Linked DNA regions of Anser cygnoides: regions 1 and 3 are each linked to region 2. The links are chromatin contacts, called in public Hi-C maps. All regions are on one chromosome and are shown on one strand. The core of a region is the stretch at or near the end of the contact, and the rest is flanking DNA. Distances in the headings are between cores, read along the strand shown.

Region 1 (2,700 bases), core at 169-2,668, 280 kb before region 2:
ACAGGCAGCAATGCAGCAATCTCCAGACTAGTACTGAGCCTCTCTGTCCGTGGGCTGCGGCTCAGTGTACTGCTCAGACAATGAGACCTGAAAACAAGAGTAGCTGCTCTGGCAGAGGTTTTGCACCAAGGCTTTTTGGTGGTCTTTCGCACATATTCTCAGGCACTAAAGCTGAAAAGTGTCCTTTCTTATTTTATCTACTCACCACAATTTTTTAGCACTCGCTCTAAATTTCCTACCAAGTTGGTGAGGTTGTTCCCATGGCACTAGTAACTGCCACTCCCAGAAACGAGGAAGTCTCTTAAACACACCAACACAAGCTGATGCCGTTCATAAAAAGTGGGATTCGGCCACTCCTACTGCAGGTACAACTGGATGATGGAGCAGTGTCTGACAGGCACAAAGGAAGTGGTAAGGGATCCAGACCGGTCCTCATCGTGGTGGGGAGGTATAAGACTGGACTCAGATGTTTTGTAGGTTTGTTTTGTTTTGTTTTGTTTTGTTTTTTAATCAGGGTGCGATTTGATGCTATATGTATGCTTCTGAAGACGAAACTTAGAGCTGTTTTATGATAGTTTCTGATTATTTTTCATCTGAAGAGTGCTAAAAGATGAGTTCTTAAGACTGCTGTTCAGAGGAGTTCTTTCTCCTAATTGAGGTGCCATAATCTGAAATGAAATCCAGTGTAATATACCTACTCCCAAAGACAGATTTCCTTCAAAGGCAGAGTGAGGCTGCATAAATCTTCACCGAGCCTGCTGTAGAGTTGCTTGGATTTTACACTGGTGGGGAGATCTTGTTCCCAAAGAGCTGCTCCTTCAGCGCGCTCTGCTGGAGTCTGTGGGGGTGATTCTTCCAGATGCTGGCCTACCGGCTGCTAGCAACGCAGCATTATGAAGGCTGAAGGGGCTCTGAATTATAACAGAGCTCACAGACGTTTCCCTGTTTCCCTTTTGTGACTGGCCATCGTTCTCTGCTGTCACTGCCCAGATCCCCAGTGGCCTGGCCTTTAATAGACCTGTCCTCTTCACAGGCCTACTGGTTCCTAGAGTCCCTTGTTGTAGCCCACAGCACGTCCATGAGAGGGTGGGAGGCAGAAATCAGGAGTCAGTTTGGTGTGTAGTAACTCAGTCTTTAAAAACTGGCACTAAATGCCCACAGAGAGATTCAAGAGATGCAAAAGATGCAAGCAGTCAGCTTCCTGCCTGGTTTTCTAAGGTCTGAAGCTCCTGCTGAGGGAATTCCCATGAGTTTCAAGACTGGAATGTTTCCAGGGAAGTAAACTCCTTGCATTCACATCAGCTTCCTCCTGTGATAGCTTTGGCCTGGTAGATTGCTCTCTCCTCCTCTCACACATGCCAAAGATCATCTGATTTTTCCTGCATTACATCAAGGCTGGCTGGGAGACACGTGAAATGTGACGCCTGTTACAGCGCTCCTAGCTGAACTGTCCTTGGCAGCTGCTCTGAGTGCTGCGTAATTTCTGTGTACCTCAGAGGAAAAAGAGTAAAAGAGAGAAAAAGAAAAAGAGAGACTGTTATTCTGCGAGGATTTCTAGGAAGAAAACTGTAAAATGGATCAACACAACTTTTGTTTTAAATACAAGTTGTGAAGATGTTGATACTGGACTCAGAAGGCATGATTGCAGTCTCGCCTATTCATTTTACACTGTCTCCAGTTGAATTACGCATCACTGGTGCTAGTACAAGCATAGTCAGGGCCAAGATCTTCTGAGCCAGCAGACTTTATTATAAATGATCCCATAGTTTCAATCTGATGACTTTGTTGTTTAGCTTTCCACGAGTATTAATATTTTAGATAAATTTAAGGCCCAGTTCTTTGACTTGCACTTAACTCCAGAAGAATTACATGAATGCAGCTAAACAGAACTTGGCTTGTACTTAGTTCAGCTATTGAAATCTGTAATAAATGTATTTTATATTAATAGCTCTGTTAAGAAATAATAGACCAATTTGGGCTCTTTCATCCTTCTTGAGCAAGCAAGAAACAGAATATTGCAATTGCTAAGCTACCTTACCTTCAGTCAATTGCTAATCTGATGCACACAGTGTGTTATAGGGCAGAAACAAACTGAGCAAGCAAAACTTGCAGTGCTCCAGCACCATCAAACAGCCCAACACAAATTAATAGACTACAAATCCTCTAATGTTCAGGTCTCTTACACTGGACAGAAGGTGAAGAGGGATATGCCAAGGGATATGCTCAACACTATCTTTCTGCAGCAATCACTCATACTATTCTCTGCCTTCTATTCAGTCATGGCAGAGACTAACAGGAGGTATGAAGTTTTGGTTTTTTTTAGAAATGCTTTATATTTCCCTTGGAAAGATTATTGGAAATAATCTTGGAAATAAAGATTATTTCCAAATAATTTATTTTCTAGTTTTTCAAGAAAAAACTTCATCAGAGATGTTCCCAACACTTACATTAACTTTTGATAGGATCTCTCAGAATACTATTCAGAATACTATTTACACATTAATAAAAAAGGGGGCAGAGAGATGACAATAAATAATTCATATTTATATATACAATATACATTGTTAATGAAGTAAGAAAAACAAAAGGAGAGTGACAATTTTAATCTAGCTTATGCATGAATTACTTCTGCAACAGAAGCACTTCAGAACAGTGTATGAAATCAATGTGAATTAGACACTTGACTATTATTAATATTAA
Region 2 (2,700 bases), core at 178-2,677:
GAGGCTGTGAGCACAAACATAGGAGGGTCCATCTGAACATCAGGGAACACTTTTTCCAATGTCAGGTTGACTGAGCACTGACCCAGGTTGCCTGGAGAGATTTGAGATCTTCAAAAGCCTCCTGGACAACCAGCTCCAGGGCAGGGGAGTTGGACCAAACAACCTCCAGAGGTCTCTTCCAGCTTCAACCATTGTGTGCTTCTGTGGGGAAAACAAAACTAAAATAAACTTGTATTTATTTTCCAATGATACAAACATCATCCACAAATGATCTCTATGGCTAGAGCTGCAAGATCATCAGGCTCTGCAACACTACATACTTTAATCTTCTGAGAACCCAACATCTTGTACTAAAAGGTACCAAATCACCCAGAATAGAGATGAACACAGAGTGACTTGTGTGTTTTGGATAAGACAGGGATCATCTTTTACTCTAGTAAAAAGCCTAAAGAAAAAGTCTTATTTGTTTCTTCAAGGATAAAAAGGATTGAAATACTTAAAAACAAATACACATGCCTTTTATAATACCTGAAAAATTGCTTTAACCTCAGCAGCTTCTAAAAATTTTGCCTTTTTTTTCCCTGAGGTCTGCCTTAATCAATCAAGCTGCAATGCCTCTGGCAGTCATACTGAAATGCAACCACACTGGCTACTGGAGAAGACAGTAAAATATGTTAAATTGGACCTAACAGCTCACACTACCTGCTGTGTATGTCCTCTGGATATAACTTACCAAACACACTATAGAAAGACTACATAACACTGCAAGATGAGAAGTCAATTCACAATGCTATAATAAAACAATATTTCCTAAATGCTGCTTTCTGAGACTCATTCATTGTAACCCTATACTTCCATCTCCAGCAAAATGTCCCAATTGCTAGACAAAGCCCAGAATATAAATACTCTTCAAAGTCTTGCTTAGCATCCCTGCCTCTTCCTTACCAACTAATTTTTACCACATTCACAGTACCATCCTTCTCAGTAGGAGCAGGCACTCACACACCTCAGCATCACTCCAGTCATGTGCAAAGCCAACTGGCCACTGCCAGTAGCAACTTCCGTGAAATGCACATGCTGCTCCTCAGACTTAAAATGTATTTGAAATTCACTTACCTTATCAGGTTGGATGGGAATCTTTAATCAAACACTATTATTTAAAAAACAGAAAATAAAAAACTTGCTAAGCCAGGAATAACTAAAACACACACATCTACAGAAACCAAGCTTGCACTCCATGATGTAAAAATGACAAAATAAGTTAGTTTTCTTTCCATGTTGGTTTCAGTAAGGTCTGCTGTGGCACAGGACTGCTATGTCATAGAAGCACGCTATGTTCAAATGTCAGAAGGCAGACACATGTCCATATTTTCTTCCTTCCTTCTCTCCAGCCCTCTCACTGGGCTCTACGCTCAGAAAGAGCCACGGGGATTAGAGCTAGAAACTTGGCATGTCCTGAATGTAAGTTCTGAAATAGTTTTTTGATTCTAAGTAGCAGCTAACAAAATTAACAAGAATGCAATGCTGGGAGCTTCTGAACGAGACAAGCACTTGAATCAAGAGGATCAAAATAAAAAAGCAAAGGAAAGCAACCATGTCCACAAGAGGGTTTTTTTTGTTTGTTTTGGGGTTTTTTTTGCTTGCTTTGTAGGCCTCGTGACCAGTCATGTCAAAATAGGAGTCTGCAAACTGAACTTTGTGATCTCAAGAGCTGAGCTGGAACATCCACAGAAGCAGCTGTAAAGTCAGCATTGCATCTAAGAATAACTGAAGTCACACTTTCATTTCTGAGTGTTTATGAAGAAATTACATGTTCCTTTACGCTGACACAGAAAATTCCATTCTAGATATAAATGAAATATGTCCGTACATCCAGGGGAAGACAAAAGTCAGGTTTTGACACCAATTTCTATGAAGCAAAGCAAATTTCATTGCTAAACTTTCAAAAATAAACAAGCAAATAATACCACAGTCCATAACACTATACATAGATAATATAACAAATAAGCCATATAAAAATTTTCCAGAAGTTCCCCAAGACAGATTGATTAGCTGAGGAAAAAAATAATAATATAATTTTGCCAATCTCTGGGAAAAGATAAACAGAGTCCCTGTCTTTAGATTCAGAGACCTTGGAAATCCTCAGCAGCGTTTTGTACCCCAAGGAATTGGCTTGAACCCAGGAAGTGCCCTGAAGGAAATTTTTGGCCAGTAATCCCCAATAACTTGCCATGCCACCATTATTTCCCTGTCTCTGACAGTCCCGGTGCTCCTCTAAGTTCATGCCAATGAAGAGGAACTGTGCCTGAGAAGAGCTTCTGTGCTAATGGCAAAGACCTACAGCACACTCCCCAGAAATGTGTTATCACTGAAGACACAGTGCCCAGTAGTACAAGGCATAAGCAAGATAAGACTTGGATTTTCGCAGACCACTGCCTCATCACAAACTGAAACTGTTTACATGGACAATGGAGAATAAGAACACATCCAGAATGTACAAAAAAAAAAATGTAATGCACAAAAAGAGAGAGGCAGTTCCCTTGCAAGAATGACAGCTGAGAATAAGGCTCTTTTACACCTGTTTCTCCTATCAAGTACAACAGGAGCTCTACTCAAAGAACTGCGTGAAGGCGTCTGTGCGCAGTGCCTTGACTGCTGCCATACTTGACCCTGCAAATCACTGATGATAAACCATCAGAG
Region 3 (2,742 bases), core at 229-2,728, 300 kb before region 2:
AGTTCAATAACAAATATTTTTTTTTTTGAGGAAATAACATACAAAATAACCTCAGAGAGTTTTTGTAGACATTTAGTTGGTAACCAGTAAATCTATATGTTTAGCTTTTAAAAGACCTGTAAGTTTCAAAATATGTTTTGGATTTGCAACTCCTATTAACAATCTATGGAAGTTGTACACACTCAGCATGCTTTTTGAAGTGCTACTCTCATTTGTGTAAGGTTACATATCATATGCTCCTTTCCAGGACAGGTAAGATACCTGCTTAAATATAATCTGCCAAATGCAGGAAATGAGAAAGTAAAGTACTCTCTGAAAGCATCTAGAGTGGTACATTACGTTGCATTGTTTTTTTCACAGCAAGAGCACCTGGGAAAGAAACATTGCTGGCACAAGTTCAATCAGGAGATGTGGTTACAGGAGTCTTACTTTACATATGAATCAACTAACAACAGAACTGTTGTTAATTAAAGGAACTGAAATCTTCCTAAATTGGAGTTCTTTATAGATTCCTGAACCATTTAATGATGCAGGTGCTGGCTGTGGACTTTTCAAGCATTTTTGCCAAGCAACTATCAGTCCTACTCTTTGTTGTTCTTTCACTTTTTGGAAAAAAAAAAAAAAAAGTATTTCGGGGCATCATTTCACAGTTTAAACTTTAAACCAGTGTGTGCAAATGCTGCTACTGAAAGGAGCAGTCTATTTTCCTAAGGCCTTCCCTGTTCACTCCCATGCCTTCTTTTCTGCTGACACAGATGTTTTCACAGTCAAGCATTGAACCAGCTCAGGGTTCAGATCTAAGTTACAATTAGCCAGGCAAAAGCAAGTATGTAAATAAATAAAGGTTAACTGTGACCCAGATCAAATCTCTGATCCTTTGCATCACACAACTCAATGCACAGTCCTATCAGTGCAAAGGATAGAGATGTAAGGGAATCTGACAAGCAGTAGAATTGCTTCTTTCAGCAGCAGTGCTTTATTGCCTCAGCTTACGACATTAAAGCATTAAAGTATAGCCTCTGAGGGATTTGTTTCACTTTCTGTATTGGTCTAATTATATTGCTAAAATGTTTTACTCTCATATCACAGAAAGCATCTGTGTAAGTAGGTATAAATGGGGCTGTTAACTTGCTCCTCTAAGAAGTGAGTTATAAAGCTATAGTAATGTGCATCTATTAGTCTGTTAAAACCAGAGCTGACAGAGGAAGATAGTAGGTCCTTACAATTTTATTTTATTTTTTTTTGGTCGTACAGAGGAAAGTGAAACTGTTAATGGTTCCACTAAGCAAAAGACCACATCACGAGCTTCACCCTCCATCAAACAACTATCCTACTAAACATTTTTCTCATGTGTGGGATTTTCTTGGCCTTGATGTATCTCAAGTGTCAGCAATCTCTGCTTCTGCTTGTGTTGACCCTTGCATAACCCTTTGTGTTGTGCTGACATCCGCATTTGTGTGGGCATTCTGGGAAGCAGGTGAGACAACTGATCCAGTTAAAAAGTAACCCAGTCTAGAAGACCCATCAGCTGGACCAGTTTGCTGGTTTGACTTACACTGTTCACAAAAACAGTGGAGCTGGCACAGCTCAGAGCATAGCGACTGTTTAAGACAGCACTATTGCTGAAACGTTTATCTTTAGACTACACCCCTACGTCTAGCCAGACAAAGCTGCTTCACTAGGCTATATCTCGCTTTGCGTATGTGTGATCAAAGCCTACCTGGGGTAATCTCTGCCTGGCTTTGTTAACATGAGCATCTGTGGAAAAGTTACCAGATATCTAATGACTCCAAGCAAGTTGCTGAATTCAGGGCAGCATAAACTTAGAGGAGTTAAACCTTTTAAGACCTGGATTTACCAGAGTTGAAGTGCATCTCCTACAACTTCACCACTTCATCAGGCTTGGTTTGTCTGGCCCAGCGACCATCTTGACTGCAGGGTGTACTTGTTGCTTTTTTGGCAGCTCAGCGTGTAAGGTAATTTGCTTTCCAGGCTGCCTGTTGTGCAGGACTGGTTTACTTACCAAGGGCAGAGGTTTTTTGGAGGATTTATATTGCTAAGGAATTCAACGTGTTTTTTTCTCAACATGTTCCCCAAATACTTCAGCATGTACTTAATACATTCTTTTGCTAAGGGAGGATATCTGGTCCAATTTTCTTCATCTAGGGTAATTTTGTTCCAGTAAAGTCAAAATTCACCCCAAAACTTCCCATTTGGATCTCTTTAAGATAGTAATGTCGTTCTCTGAATTTGAGGGAGGGCAGATCCCTTTCGATCTCTCTCTGTATTAGCTTATAATAGGTCATAACTAACTTCATTTTCTCCTATTAAAGTTTAACTGTTGGTGTTCTTTCAAGCTGTAAGTTTGCAATCCAGCAAAATGTGTTTGTCTTGCTTTGGCCTTTAGTCTGTTCCACTATCCTCTTTTCTCCCTACAAATCGGGTAGACAGTAGCTCATGTAGATCTTTTACTGTGTGTTCTGCAATTTCTCACGTTTCGTGCCATAAGATAATACATTTAGACAGATAATCTACAGAGGGAAAGCAAAAATTTAAATAAACCATACAGTAATGTCACTTCAGTAAATACGTTTCATACAGGGCTCTGATGATTATTCCCTGATACCTACATTGCATCTCCACAAGCCTTAGCGTGTCTCTGCTTTTGTGTAGATACCACCTACCGTTCCTCTTCCTTGATAGCATCTCTCCTGCTTTCATGTAGAAATGTTTTTGGTTAAA

The links. Hi-C and Micro-C count contacts between places; a contact is called where the count stands out from the background.
Region 1: a Hi-C map of liver shows a contact between it and region 2, with 2.3 times the contacts expected there. The contact joins two enhancer-like sites. A contact is called at or near these places in 2 of 7 Hi-C or Micro-C datasets (granulosa cells and liver).
Region 3: a Hi-C map of liver shows a contact between it and region 2, with 7 times the contacts expected there. The contact joins two enhancer-like sites. A contact is called at or near these places in 2 of 7 Hi-C or Micro-C datasets (both in liver).

Annotation. Positions count from the first base shown.
Region 1 is chr2:73,778,244-73,780,943 of Taihu_goose_T2T_genome, reverse strand. No RefSeq gene overlaps it. Among named protein-coding and RNA genes, the nearest start is that of ECI2, 25 kb to the left of the region's middle. Within about 2 kb of position 1,418, at least 2 of the 3 cell types and tissues checked have open chromatin away from gene starts, as enhancers often do. A contact at or near this core is called in liver, where this site is marked.
Region 2 is chr2:73,499,293-73,501,992 of Taihu_goose_T2T_genome, reverse strand. It overlaps RPP40 (ribonuclease P/MRP subunit p40), which reads right to left. Exons shown (of 11, transcript XR_010829447.1): 9 at 83-201. Among named protein-coding and RNA genes, the nearest start is that of RPP40, 25 kb to the right of the region's middle. Within about 2 kb of position 1,427, at least 1 of the 3 cell types and tissues checked has open chromatin away from gene starts, as enhancers often do. A contact at or near this core is called in liver, where this site is marked.
Region 3 is chr2:73,796,572-73,799,313 of Taihu_goose_T2T_genome, reverse strand. No RefSeq gene overlaps it. Among named protein-coding and RNA genes, the nearest start is that of ECI2, 6.2 kb to the left of the region's middle. Within about 2 kb of position 1,478, at least 3 of the 3 cell types and tissues checked have open chromatin away from gene starts, as enhancers often do. A contact at or near this core is called in liver, where this site is marked.